4 separate regions of the Mus musculus genome follow, and all the other regions are linked to region 1. Evidence: chromatin contacts called from public Hi-C, HiChIP or PLAC-seq and promoter capture Hi-C data. All regions are on one chromosome and are shown on one strand. Each heading gives the region's core, a stretch centred on a gene start, on an enhancer-like site or on the middle of the called end of the contact. The rest is flanking DNA. Distances are from core to core; before and after follow the strand shown. Region 1 holds the start of Nsun7 (NOL1/NOP2/Sun domain family, member 7). Region 2 holds the start of Phox2b (paired-like homeobox 2b). Region 3 holds the start of Pds5a (PDS5 cohesin associated factor A). Region 4 overlaps Limch1 (LIM and calponin homology domains 1).

What was found. Promoter capture Hi-C pulls out the DNA fragments that hold promoters and counts their contacts. Hi-C and Micro-C count contacts between places; a contact is called where the count stands out from the background. HiChIP or PLAC-seq counts read pairs in DNA pulled down with a chosen protein or histone mark.
Region 2: a contact with region 1 is called in an H3K4me3 HiChIP or PLAC-seq map of embryonic forebrain, with 2.5 times the contacts expected there. The contact joins the promoter of Phox2b here to the promoter of Nsun7 in region 1. A contact is called at or near these places in 1 of 39 promoter capture datasets (hippocampal neurons) and 1 of 115 datasets of contacts at active chromatin or transcription factors (embryonic forebrain).
Region 3: a promoter capture Hi-C map of pre-B cells shows a contact between it and region 1, with 5 times the contacts expected there. The contact joins the promoter of Pds5a here to the promoter of Nsun7 in region 1. A contact is called at or near these places in 1 of 39 promoter capture datasets (pre-B cells) and 1 of 115 datasets of contacts at active chromatin or transcription factors (pancreatic cancer cells).
Region 4: a contact with region 1 is called in a Hi-C map of myocytes, with 4 times the contacts expected there. The contact joins the enhancer-like site here to the promoter of Nsun7 in region 1. A contact is called at or near these places in 4 of 39 promoter capture datasets (cranial neural crest, hippocampal neurons, liver and 1 more), 2 of 15 datasets of contacts at CTCF or cohesin (embryonic stem cells and pro-B cells), 17 of 484 Hi-C or Micro-C datasets (B cells, the G1E-ER4 cell line, the HL-1 cell line and 10 more) and 1 of 115 datasets of contacts at active chromatin or transcription factors (embryonic basal ganglia).

The regions. Positions count from the first base shown.
Region 1 is chr5:66,258,518-66,261,700 of GRCm38.p6, reverse strand. It overlaps Nsun7 (NOL1/NOP2/Sun domain family, member 7), which reads right to left and starts at 1,803. Exons shown (of 13, transcript NM_001302833.1): 1 at 1,380-1,803; 2 at 457-860. The coding sequence starts at 772.
Region 2 is chr5:67,097,770-67,101,093 of GRCm38.p6, reverse strand. It overlaps Phox2b (paired-like homeobox 2b), which reads left to right and starts at 1,968. Exons shown (of 3, transcript NM_008888.3): 1 at 1,968-2,393; 2 at 3,231-3,324. The coding sequence starts at 2,153. Gm33167 (predicted gene, 33167) reads right to left here and starts at 2,414. Exons shown (of 4, transcript NR_166599.1): 1 at 2,177-2,414.
Region 3 is chr5:65,696,499-65,699,747 of GRCm38.p6, reverse strand. It overlaps Pds5a (PDS5 cohesin associated factor A), which reads left to right and starts at 1,512. Exons shown (of 33, transcript NM_001081321.3): 1 at 1,512-1,998; 2 at 2,811-2,985. The coding sequence starts at 2,851.
Region 4 is chr5:67,009,517-67,012,929 of GRCm38.p6, reverse strand. All of the region lies in intron 13 of Limch1 (LIM and calponin homology domains 1), which reads right to left. Among named protein-coding and RNA genes, the nearest start is that of Gm33040, 12 kb to the right of the region's middle. Within about 2 kb of position 1,804, at least 49 of the 459 cell types and tissues checked have an H3K27ac peak or open chromatin away from gene starts, as enhancers often do. A contact at or near this core is called in cerebellum, cerebral cortex, cortical neurons and 4 more, where this site is marked.

The DNA.
Region 1 (3,183 bases), core at 554-3,053:
CTCTTCCCATTCATGGACTTGTTCCCTGGTTTCTTTGCTGTTTGTTCTTTTCTTTTTCTTTTTGAGAAGGGCCTGGCTCTATAGCCCATCCTGGCTTGGAACTCCAAATCCTCAAGGCTCAGCCGCTGGGAGTACAGGCCTATACAACCATGTCGGCTCCTGCTCTTTTTAACGACCCCACTATACCTATCTAAGGGCAAATGCAGTCGAATTCTCTAGTCCCCCTTAGGACGCCTTCATTTTTAGACTGTTGTGATACACATATGTTTGAGGAGCTAGGCTGCATTCCATTAATTCCCACTCCCACCCTCCACCCTACCCCCAACCCCCCACCCCCGCCTCCTGAAACAGAATCTCACTTTGTGGCCCAGGTTGGCCTTGTACTACGTATAAGCCACCGTGCCTGGCTTTTCCATTTTCTTTTAGCGCTGCTCTTTAGGAACTGCTATTACTTACACTTCAGGGTACTGAAAGCCAACTCATAGGACAAGCGCTGGAAAGATTCATCCTCGGAGCGGGAGGAGGAGGGCTGCAGGGGTTCACTTCCGTAATTTATTATGACTTTGTCTGGCGACCTTTGGATCCGAATACCCTGAAAAATGTTCGCTGCCGTAACGTACACGGAGTCTGGGTAGCTGGGTTTTTCTAGGACGACGGTTGAAGAGTTTGTATTGGCGACTACATCCCCCGACATCTCCAGGGAAGCGAGTTGGGAGATCTCCTCCATGTTTTCTTGGTCAAAAAGGTCCCTTTCACTCGTTGGGTCCAGCATGTTTGCCCCTGATGTCAATAACTCAAGCTTCAAGTTCAAATCATGTGGTCCAGGGAGATCTCTATCCTTGTAGTCTTAAGCATCGTCTCTGAGAAAAGAGAAGGTTATCTTAGTAAATCTCTGTATCTACAGCACCTATCTTAATTCTCTCTCTCTCTCTCTCTCTCTCTCTCTCTCTCTCTCTCTCTCTCTCTCTCTCTCTCTCTCTCTCTCTCTCTCTCTTTTCGAGACAGGGTTTCTCTTTGTAGCCCTGGCTGTCCTGGAACTCACTCTGTAGCCCAGGCTGGCCTTGAACTCAGAAATCTGCCTGCCTCTGCCTCCTAAGTGCTTGGATTAAAGGCATGCGCCACCACCGCCTGGCTTGATGTCCCCTTTTTTTGTGACCTTAGAGACATGACATGTACTAGCCCATCGGAACATCCCATACTTCCAACTGCAATGAAAACTTGCACAGGGGGTGGGGGGAGGGGGGGAGACAGCTGGAGAACCTCACCACCACAACCACCAGCATCACCACCACCAGCACCCTTTGTCACAGCCCATTAAGGACAGACCCACTAGGTCCCCCTAAGCATCCCGGCATCCCAGGGAGTAAAGGTCCTATCACCTTCTCCGCGAATCCGCCCTTCTCTGGGGTTGGGATGTTTTCCGGGGCTCTGGGGCTGAAGACGCGGCAGCCTCTGCACTTGGGGCGATGGAGGAGGTAACAGGCCCTCGGGAGCCCCGGGAAGCCGCGGCCCGCGGAGGCCGTTTGGTTTAAGTGCAGCCACACCACCCACCGGGTTCGGCCGGGGGAAAGCGCTCGGCGCCCGCGCCAGCTACGTCCAGGGTCCCTGAGGGAGACGCTGCCTCCTCGGGGCTCGCCCTCGCGCTCCGGGGACACTGCTCAGGCCGAGCTCTCGGCTCTCTCCGGGTCCCTGAAAGAAAGCGGAGCTCTGGGTCCCTAAGGGGACACTTCTCGTGACCGTCCCGGAGCTCGTGAGGCAGCCCTAGTGGGTAAGGCAGCAAGGAGCAAGGAGCTGGGTCCACACTGAACCCTGGATGCGGAAATCGGGTCCCTCAGGGTGCCCGGATCTCCATGGCAACGGGAGGGGGCGGGGGAAGGGCTCTGCGCCAGGCTTTCCCAGTGGGAACTGGTAGGGGTGACTCTTCACCAGTTTCTTGTACTCCTGTGGGCAGTTGGCAGCCGTTCAGCCCCACTTGGAAGCTCAGGCCAGGGTTCCTGAGCATTCTGGCTTGGTCTCCTTCTTTAAACACTTAGAGATTGAAGTAGGTGAAGTAGTTCCGGCGGTTTAACTCTCAGGCACCTGAAGCCCGTTAAAATGGAGATGGCTGGACCCATCATCAGGGATTCTGAGTCTAGGCATGAGACTCAAAAATTCGCTTTTCTTTTCTTTTCTTTTCTTTTCTTTTCTTTTCTTTTCTTTTCTTTTCTTTTCTTTTCTTTTCTTTTCCTTTCTTTTCTTTTCCTTTCTTTTCTCTTCTTTTCTTTTCCTCTTCTCTTCTCTCTCTCTCTCTCTCTCTCTCTCTCTCTCTCTCTCTCTCTCTCTCTCTCTTTAAATTTTGTAATCCCTGTATCCCTGTGCAATTAGCCCAAAGGCCATGGTATGGAGGACTCATGCATCTGCTAGCAGTATCTTACCAACTCAGTAAATCTTTGAGAAAGGCAAGGTTTCTGGTAGGTGGCCCCTGTTGCTCATCCCGAGTCCACTTGTAGGCAGAAGGGGGAGGAAGACAACATGCCCATGCCTTCCAAGGACAGGGCTGGAAAGATGCACACATCATTTTGCTTGGTTTCCACTCCAGAATTAGTCACAGAACATGCTTAATAACAAAGGCTGGGGAATGCATCCAACTAAAACTCAAGGGAATTCCTGTAAGCTGGGTGTGGGGGGGGGGGGATTCATAATGACAGAAAGGCGTTGTCCTGTTATATGCATACCTCTTCCCCCTGATTTGAGCAAGTGTTTATTAAATCTTACTTTCTGTTTGCCATTGTGTTCAGAACTGAAAGCAGAAACCAAACAGGACCAGGGACCTGCCATCACAACTGTGACAGTTGGGGAACTCAGATCTTGGCAGCCTTCATTTTTTCATTATTGATATCTGTGTACATACCTATATCTGTGTACATACCTATATTGATTGACCTTCTCTATTCTTTCCAGATATAAAACACACACTCTAAAATAGTTCTGCTAGACCTTTTTTTTCCTCCATTTTTAATTAGGTATTTACTTCATTTACATTTCAAATGCTATCCTGAAAGTCCCCTATACCCTACTCCCAACCCCCACCGCCACGGCCCCCACCCCCACCCCGCTCCCCTACTCACTCACTCCCACTTCTTGGCCCTGGTGTTTCCCCTGTACTGGGGATATAAAGTTTGCAATACCAAGGGGCCTCTCTTC
Region 2 (3,324 bases), core at 719-3,218, 840 kb before region 1:
AAAGACAAATTCGCGCAGTAATAACCCTTGGATTCGCATCCGTCTTTGCTGGCCTTTAGGTTCAGGGACTGAAGACAGATGTTTGTATCCCCTTTTCTCCTCTTGTCTGGTGACCATAAAGAAAAACCATTTAGAGTGTTGCAATTTGTTTCCCGCCGCAGTCAAACCTTGAACGCATTTATTTTCATCTTACCCTCGTGCACAAAAAAAGTGCACGTTGCTCACCAAGGGCCCTTCTTTATCAAATACGCATTGTACAGCGTACAACTGCAATAAAACTATCAGCTCTCCCCATAAAACTATCACCAGCTTCCTCGCTGGGTCTCCTTGCCTGAACTCGCCAGTTCAGCGCTCTTCCGTACAGAGGATGCGCAAACACCTGGGCCGAGGCTGAAAAGGCTGGGGGCCGGTGTCGCTGTGGGTTTAATCCATTACAGCGTCTGCAGCGGTTTAGTGTGCAATAAAGTAGGGTGGCAGTGGAGAGCGGGCGCCCATCCACTCCCCAGCACTAGCATCGAATTAAACCACTTAGTTTGGCAAACACTGAACGCCTAAATGCCCCTATAAAGACTTTATGAGTTTGTTACTTTAATTACTGACTTGTTACAGAGCACATAAAGGGGGTAATGAATGCAATAAAACTAATTATCTACACATTTAATTCATATAAAATATCCAGGGTTTGTTTACACCGCACGGCGATTCAACTAAGCATTTCCCCCCTCTTGTCCACCGAGAGGAAGGATTTAATGAAATATTTCCCTTTATTCTGCTAGAGTCTAACGAACCAAATGAAAATTACCCTCCGCTTAAATCATAGGGCCAAGGAGGTCCACAAATCACGGCTGGCTTCTTTGTCTGCGCCTTGTTGCCAGGACCCAAGAGCCCGAGGAATCGAACTAGGAAAGTGCGCTGCTTCGAGCCGTTGCCTTGTTTGCTTAAATTGCTCCGTGAAGTCCAAAAACCTAAAGGGCAAACAGGCAGCGATCCTCTTTGGGAAACTCCAAGTCTGGAGGGGATTGGGACGCGAAAGAGAGTGCGAGAGCAAAGGGCTGGAAAAGGAGACCCCCATTTGGGTACATTTCGTGCTGGGCTTGGTAGCTAGCGAGTGATTAAAACGAACCTCCACCACGGGAAGTTTCATACACGCCGATGCAAATCTGAACTAACGCAGGCAGACACAGCACTGCTAAGCGCAGAGAAACGTTCAGTAGGAAATCCAGATGTTTCACCTTTGAGAGCTTTACTCGGTTGTTTATTTTACTCTTGTAAAGGGGCTGTCTGCCCACGTCTTTGGAAAGCACATTAAGCTTCGAGGAGAAACACAATTGATAAGATGCTATTTTTTCCAACCCCTTGGACTAGGTGTATTTTAAAGAAATCCGCTTATTCTTATCGTTCACATAAAACCCTTTGGCCCACTTACGCTATGTTACAGGGCGCCTGAGTCTTGCCAATGTCCCAGTCCTTTATAGCATTTCATGCACTTCGGGGGAAGGCTTGTTGTTAAATTGAGCGTGTAACACTCTTACAAAACAGGTTTTCTATGACATCAAGGTTTCTTCTCCCTAACCAAGAAAAAAAAAAAAAAAAGGACGAAGAAGGGGGGAAACACACTATCTCAATTTATGCCTAAGGTATATGATCAGTTAAAAAGGCTTAAAAGCTCTTGGAAATTGGATCAGGGAAAATCGTCACCCAACTTTCATTATTTCCAAGTAGCGTGATTGAATTAAAGGGCAGGAGCTGGTTAGAAGGGAGGATCAGGGGCTCGGTGCGTAATGGTGTGGTATTAAATTCTAATTAGAGATGCAGGAATCAATGATAGGGAGGTTGGACAGCTCAGTTCCCCAGTGCCAGCCCAATAGACGGATGAGTTATTGTCATGTAAAAAGCGCCAGCAATAAGACCAACCGCTTTGCTATTGTCCAAGTGGAAAGAGCCAAGTTTATTATGAGGACTATATACTCTAGAGACCTCAGACAAGGCATCTCACAGGAGGCTTTTTCATAAAACTAGGCTCGGCTGGTAGTAAGGAGGCCAGTGTGGAGGCAGGCGTTGAGCAGTGCACATCTCCCCACTCCAGCCACCGTCTCCACATCCATCTTTTATTTCATTTTTCCACTTGGCTGAGCCATCCAGAACCTTTTCAATGTATAAAATGGAATATTCTTACCTCAATTCCTCTGCCTACGAGTCCTGTATGGCCGGGATGGATACCTCCAGCTTGGCTTCAGCATATGCAGACTTCAGTTCCTGCAGCCAGGCCAGTGGCTTCCAGTATAACCCGATAAGGACCACTTTTGGGGCCACGTCCGGTTGCCCGTCCCTCACGCCGGGATCCTGCAGCCTGGGCACCCTCAGGGACCACCAGAGCAGTCCGTACGCCGCAGGTAAGGACCGCTAGCTCTCTCAGCGGAAGAAGCTGCCTTTCCGCTCGTATATAGGAAGCCTTGATTGCATTTGAAAATGGAAATGTGTTTAGTATTTACCAAACGAAATTTGCTTACACAAATGAAAGAATTTATCACGTTAGAAGCGATTGCAGGGAGGGGTAATTCACTTACAGGGTTACACTATCCTAGTCACACCCGAACCGCCAACAAAATTATCTTAAGCTGCCAAAATGATAGGCATAATTTATTTACTTTGCGATGAGACGTAAAGCTTAGAAAATAATTAAATAACAAAGAGTAAAGCTCATTACTGGCGGTGTCTCTTTTTTTAAAAGAACCGACAGCGGCTCACACCTCTTTGGCCGGTCATTTTTATGATCATTTCTTGAATTTATTGGTTTTCTTTACAGCACTATCCCCCAACTTTGCGGTATCAAGTTCTGAGAATTGAAAAGTTGCAACAGTGGGCGTGAGTGGTTAACTTCGTTCCTGGCTTTCTGATATTCCAACTAATGATGGTTTTGGACTGTTTTCCTGCTGAATGAACTATCCTCCATTTGGGGCCTCAAACACTCTCCAACTTGCTATTTCATCTCACCCAAAGGCACTTGGGCCACAAAAACAGGCACAAAGTTACACTCGCGCCCCTGTTTCTGTATGATACTAATTTGCTGGGTTTTCTTGGCAGGTCGCCGTAACTAAAACCTCCTTCTAGAAGTGCCTGGTGTCTGTAGCGGCTCCCGGGCTATCTGACCTTGGTCCCCGCGTTCTGGTTCAGTGGCCCTTCACATCCTGACTGTTTTGCTCACTCTAGTCTCCTCTGTCATCCTCTAGTTCCATACAAACTCTTCACCGACCACGGCGGCCTCAACGAGAAACGCAAGCAGCGGCGCATCCGCACCACCTTCACAAGCGCGCAGCTCAAAGA
Region 3 (3,249 bases), core at 263-2,762, 560 kb after region 1:
TTTTACCTCAGCCTTCCAAGTTCTGGGACCACTGGCATATCAGAGGAGACCTGGCTCCTCCCTGCCACGTATTACTAGCATATTCATATTACTGGAAATCTTGAGTTCAAAAAAATCCTCTTGCCTAAATCTTTTGATTTAGCTGCAACCATAGGCCAGTTAAAAGGTGGGCATTTTAAAGAACAATGTATAAATTCAATTGCTGCCAGCTTCTTCTTTCTGTTTTTTTGAGATAGGGTTTCCCTGGCCATCCTGGAACTTACTCTGTAGACCAGGCTAGCCTCGAAATCAAAGATTTGCCTGCCTCTGCCTCCCGTTGAAAGGCGTGAACCATAACGGCCTAGCTTCTTCCTCTTTTCATTATTATTATTAATATTTTTTACTTTTTTTGAGACAGGGGTTCTTTGTTGCCCTGGCTGTCTGACGTCCTGGAGCTAGCTCGATTGACCAGGGTGCCTTGAACTCAAGAGATCCGCTTGCCTCTATCTCCCAAATGCTAGGATTAAGGGCGTGCACCACCATCACCCCCTTCTGCTTATTGTTTTTGTTTTTTTGAGACGGTTCTCTGTGTAGCCCTGGCTGTCCCTGGCTGTCCGGGAACTCACTCTGTAGACCAGGCTGGCTTCGAACTCAGAAATCCGCCTGCCTTTGCCTCCCAAGTGCTGGGATTAAAGGCGTGTGCCACCACTGCCCGGCTTGCTTATTGTTTTAAAAGGTGGTTTCCTGAAATTATGTGTGTATTGTTCAGGTTCATTCGCTTCAATATTTACCTTAAATTGCTCAAGCACCGCTGCACTAAGTTTTCTTTGGCAAGCCTTTCCTTTGGAGGAGAGAAAAAGTAGAGCTTTGGTGTATTCACAACTTAAAAAAAAAAAAGAGGTCTCAGATTCACATAGGTAATTTGTAAATCTCTAAAAACACCCTCCCTCTTTCTTCTTCTGGGCTTCACTATCAGGAACCCTAGTCTGTGTTTTCAGCCTGTACCCAAAATGACTGGGAGGCCAGAAGCCCCGGCACCATAGCTTGAGATCGCATGCCAACTTCCTATTTTGCAGCTTTGAAAACCTTAATGGTAGGAGTCTAACTAAGGTCGTAGGCTGCGACCTAGGGCGACTCTCCGGAAGACGCGAGAATGAGCAGCCCGAGTTGTAAAACTTTGCCTCGGCTTCCAGAGCTCTGTTTGGAGGGGAAAGCAGCCGTTTCTCCAGATAATTAACCATTTCTCCACCGGTCCGGTCACATCCCCGCCAGCCAAGCCTTCAAGAGCCCCGGACTCCGCGACAGCGGTGGCCGGGAGTGTCGCAAAGCCGCGCCTCCCGGGGTCCGCTTCCCGCCACCGGGGCTCCTCCTCCGCGCGCCGGCTCGGCTGCCGGCCCCCCGGAGGCGCCCGCGCGGGCAGGTCTTGGCGCCAAACGGGTGGCGGCGCTGTCCACCACGCGCGCGGCCGCGTCGGGCTCGAGGGAGGCGGGGGCTCGGCCGGCGGAAGAAGGGGCGGGAGCGAGGCGCGCGGTGCTCTCGCGGGCTCTCGCGCCGCTCGCGTGACGGGCTCCGGCTGTGCGCGGCGACGCTCAGGCTCCGCGGGGCACGGGCGGGCCGGGAGCGCGCCGCGGCGAGAGGGCGTCTGGTGCGGGTGGGCGCGAGGTGCGGGCGGCCGGCCGGCGAGCGAGCGAGCGGCCGGGCGGGCGCGGGGGACGCGCGGGCGTGCACCCGCGCGCGGGCTCTCGGAGGAGCCGCGGCCGAGGCTGCGCTTCCTCAGCCCGACGGAGAGCGGCAGTGTCGCCCCGGCCGGCGCACGCTCGGCCCGCTTCTCCCCCCGCGGCGGCTGCTCCTCGGCACCGCCAGCCCCAGCGCCGCTCCGGGGCGGGCGGGCGGCGGCGGCGGCGGCGGCGGGACGGACGGAGCCGCTTTGTGTGCAGCCCGACGAGGGGCGGCGGCGGCGGCGCAACCACCTGACAGAGGCCCGGCGCTCGCTGCACCGTCCGCCCGCATGAGGAGGAGGTAAAGCGGCGGCCGGGCTCGCGCCCTCGGCGGCGAGGGAGGGACGGAAGGGGAGACCGCAGGGGAGGGCGCGCGCGGAGGCCCGGCGGGGTTGCCCGGAGCGGCGGCTCAGGCCTTGGCGGTGCCGAGGAGCGCCGGGCGACCGAGGGGCTTGAGATGCCGCCGGGCTCGGTTGCTGAAGTTAAGGAACAAAAATGTGAAGTGCGGAGCCGGGTCCTTCGCTTCCTGGCGAGGGGCTCGGGCGGCTGGCGGGGGTGGCGGGCTGGCCGGGGAGGGGCGGCCGCGCGGCGGGGACGCCGGGAGCCCGGGGCTCGGCACGGCTATGGCGTTCTGCTCCCGGGCGCCGGCGCCGCGCGTGGGTCCTCTTGGGTACCTAGTTTTGCGGCCTAAGCTGAACCCTCTAGGCCTCGAGTCTCCTTTCCCGGAGGTGACCGGCCAGGCGGGGACCCAGCCGCTTCTCCTGAGCCAAGTGGGGCCGTTGGGTCCTCAATGTCCCCCCGAGGCCACCAAACTTCCGTCCTAGGTGCTCGGGGATACATTTCATTGTGAAAAGAGGGCTAGGAAACTCCGGGAGCTGCTCGGCGCCTCTCGCGGCCGGGGCTGCTGCAGCCGAGAACCCCGTGGCACCGGGGCTGGCTCGGGTGGGGGTGGCGGACGCCTAGCCGGGTCCGAAACCCAGGGAAGGAGCGAGTGGCGGGGTCCCCGGCCTCGGGGGGAAGAAAGGGCCCTTTCTAGATTAGAGATTTTTGAAATGAAAAAGAGGTTACAAAGTCGCCCCTTTTCCCGCTGAACTTTGATTTTCTGACCGATAGAGGCCGGTAGAGGACTGTGAGAGAAAAGTTATTCCCCAGGATGGACTTCACGCAGCCGAAGCCTGCCACTGCCCTCTGTGGCGTCGTGAGTGCGGACGGGAAGATCGCTTACCCTCCGGGAGTAAAAGAGATCACCGACAAGATCACCACCGATGAAATGATCAAACGTCTGAAGGTAAGGGTCTGGGTCGGCGATCTGCGCTCTGGATGGCTTTTGTGACTCGTGTGGTTTCATTGGACTACTCTCAACCTGGCCTTTGGAGTTTTTAGTACTAAGTTTTTGAAGATATCTTAACCGCCCCGGAAAAGTCCTGTTCTAACTTGGCGGTATCTTTGGATAAGTTCTGAAAGGACGGGGAATTTAAAGAGTGTGATCATTTTCTGTCCATAAGAACGCATGCATGGTTAGTTGTTTCCCTTGTGGTTATTTTATTTAGTG
Region 4 (3,413 bases), core at 555-3,054, 750 kb before region 1:
ACCAAAAAAAAAAAAAAAAAAAAAAAAAAAAAAAAAAAAAACAAGAGCACCACTGAAGCCCTTTCAACACAATGCATAACACTAACGGGACACGATCCACCAGCATTAATTACCTTATTATGTAACGGGCATATCACATCTCAGTAATATTTTAGTTATGCATGGCTAACAGGTATCTACCTTTGAGACTTCTCAGATTGCTAAGTTATTTTCTATACAGTTAGTTCACCCTGAAATGATGGTTAAGACCTTACATCCTGGTATTCTGCATGGCTCAGTAATGGCCGTACTACGGTTACCAGGATTAATATTTAGTCATTTAGCAGGCATCATTGCTGCTGAGGCCCTTGACACGGATGGTAGCATTTAACCATCAGGGTGATCTTAGACAGTATCAGCCTGGTTCCTTCACAAAGGCTGAAGGTAAGTGGCTCGCAAGGGTCCCAGTGCCAGGAGGCCAGAGAGGTGGAAACTCTAAACTGGTTCAATCCTCAACCCAGGCCATCAGTGGCCTGAGAGCCATATTTACCATTGGTGATCTCTCAGGATTTAAGAGTTTCTGACCCAGAAGAAGAAACTAAGTACTGAGACTTTCAAGTTCACTGCAGAAACAATCCAAGCTGCCATTTCTCTTCCCTTTCTGCCCCGGACCAACTGTTCATTATTCTGCAGAAGGTTAGAACTTCCTGGAATCCTTCAGGGCAGGAGGCAGTTCAGTCAGCCCCAGAGCAGCCAAGACCGTGCTGTCCCCAGCCAGGCAGCCAGCCATTCAGAGTGCCATTCAGGGTGGAAAACAAATGTCGTTCTAAAATAAATGCATCATCTATGCAATCCATGCTCAAACGCTTAGTTTAAATGCATACTATTCACCCAAATCAAGCCACCACTAGCTAAATGTTCAGAGAGAGAGAGAGAGAGAGAGAGAGAGAGAGAGTGTCAAGAAGGCTGAAACTCAACTTAAAACTCTTTATATGCACCAAGAGAAAGAAGGGGCTATTTTTAAAAAATGAATTTAAAAGTGGTAATGTACCAGGCACCTTCTATTTTTCTATAAAGTTTTCTGAGCTCTGTAGCACACAAAGGCTATCTGTAATCAAGGGAAATTCCCAAAGCTGGTTTAATGAACCCAAGTCTGGCTTCTCCATCCTGAATGCTTGTTATTTCTGTATTAATGGCATTACATCCAAGGAAATGAGTTCAAAGTTGGCAGTCTTAACCAGCCCAGATAGAATCAGAGGTTTGCTCCTAAAACACACCCTTGCTGGCGAATGTGCTTTCTGACTCGTGCGTTCTGTCCCTTTGGTTACAGCTCGGAAGATAGGTCTTCCATCCTTCCACTGGAAACAGTTTTTCAAGGATGAAAACAAACAAAAACAGAGTCCTGGAAGGGAATGAATGAGCACACGGAAGGGTGTGCGTGAGGCTAAGCCAGGAGTTGGCGTCCCCTTCACCAAGAACTCCATCCAAACTAGCCTTACTGCCTGACTCAGCTCCAAGACCAGAGGCAGGAGGAGGCAGATTCCTGGCTTCAGAATCACACCGTTTAGCCACAAAAATCTACCTAGCTACTGGCTGCTCCCCAGCCTTGTCAGATTGGCAGAGAGCAATCACAGGATGGATGGTAGCTGAAGCAATCACAGGGATGGACGACAGCCGTTAAGGCAGAAGGGTGAGAGCCGGCCCAATACCTAAGCTACAGCTCATCGTTTGACCTCCATCGTTTAAATGGCGATGTCCAAGGACCTTCCTGGGACTATTCTGGGATGGTGAGAGATTTTCTGGCTCCAGGCCTTGACTAACTGGACGCAAGCCTGGAAAACCAGTGTATTTGTGTCCTGGCACTATGACCCAGTGCCACATTGCTATGCGTGTGATTCTCCTTTTGCCTTAAGAATCTGTCCCCACTAGAAGGAGAAGCAGCAAGCCAGCAGATCCATTCCTCTACGCTTTAATTACCTTCCCCGCCACACACACATTTGGACCATGCTAGCTACTGGATGCTTTTCAAGCCACTAAAGATGGGCTGTGTTCAATTTATCTCCTCTGGCACATATCATCTTGAAATTGCTAAACAATTTTTATATACAGATATACGTTAGTATTTAATAGATTTTCATTTCAAGAACATTAATCTACCAACCTTAAGATGACTTCTGGTTGGGGAAAAACACTTTCCTGTCGACATTTGACAGGAATCTGCAGTTGGTGTCAACTGCGAGGCAAACAGCGCCTACCCGGATGCCTTTGTCCTGCCCTCACTGAGAAGCAGAAGGAGCAAGAAAGATCTGATTGTTCCCCTGGGTCAGAAAACAGAAGGAAACTGCTGATTTTTTTTTTTTTTTGAGGAGGGCCACAAGCTTGTTGAAGACAAGGGACAAACAGCCCCACCTCATCACTCAGTCTGAGAAAAGCTCACAGAGTGCTTGAGGTACCCAAGAGCCGGGCTTGGCTCATCACACAAGAACTGCCATCGACCACTGGGGGCTCCGACATTGGGGATGAGTGACTGTGTGAGAGAAGTTTGGTCAGTCTTCATGAAATGGAGTGACCGGGGGTCTCTGTGCCTGGAGAGTGGAATCTTGGAAGCCCAGGTGGTAGAAGAGAGCCAAGACTGGAGAACACAACAGATACAGAAAGAGCCAGGGGAAGAAATAAGCGATAGAGTCTCCTAGAAAGAGCTGTTGACAGCTGCCTGACTTTTAGGGAATGAACTGGACTGACGGACACCAGCAGCTGGGAGAAGACAAAAAAATCCATCTCATACATATAAAATTCACATCTGCTCAAAATGGTAATTTCGATAATCTTATGTAAATTCCCCAAATCTTTATATTTCTCCCTATTTTGTATTTCTAGGGGGAAAATGTACTATTTTACCTTGTACTTGATTATGGTAATACAAAAAATAAGGGCTCCTGTGGGCTACAAGTCACCTGGACACCAAGCTAAGTGCTTGGCAGATGTGCAATCTCACAGTAACTATCTGGCATGTATTAGTCTAGGTAATAGTGCTCCAGTACTTACTTCTATACACAAACTGAAGTCAGACACTTACTTAACCATGTTCAGGCCGTGTTTGGCCTACTGCATGGAGTTCTTGAGGTAATTTGGGAGAGGGTCATTTTCAGACCACCAAGCAGGGAGGAGATCCAAATGCAAGCGTGACTGACAACGGCGGACAGAAACCGCCAGCACCACCGTGGAGATAGCTTTGAGGGAGACTGCACTAGCCAAGTCTCTTGTTGTGGTAAAAATACAGGGTGAAAGCAACATAAGGGAGGGAGGCTGCCTTGGGCTCTTGGTTCAAGGGGATACAGTCCGTCATGGCAGCAGGAGCACGAGGGTGCTGGCCACACTGCGTCTGCTGTCGGAAAGAAGAGATGGACGCTGGTGCTCAGCTCCCATTCTCCCTG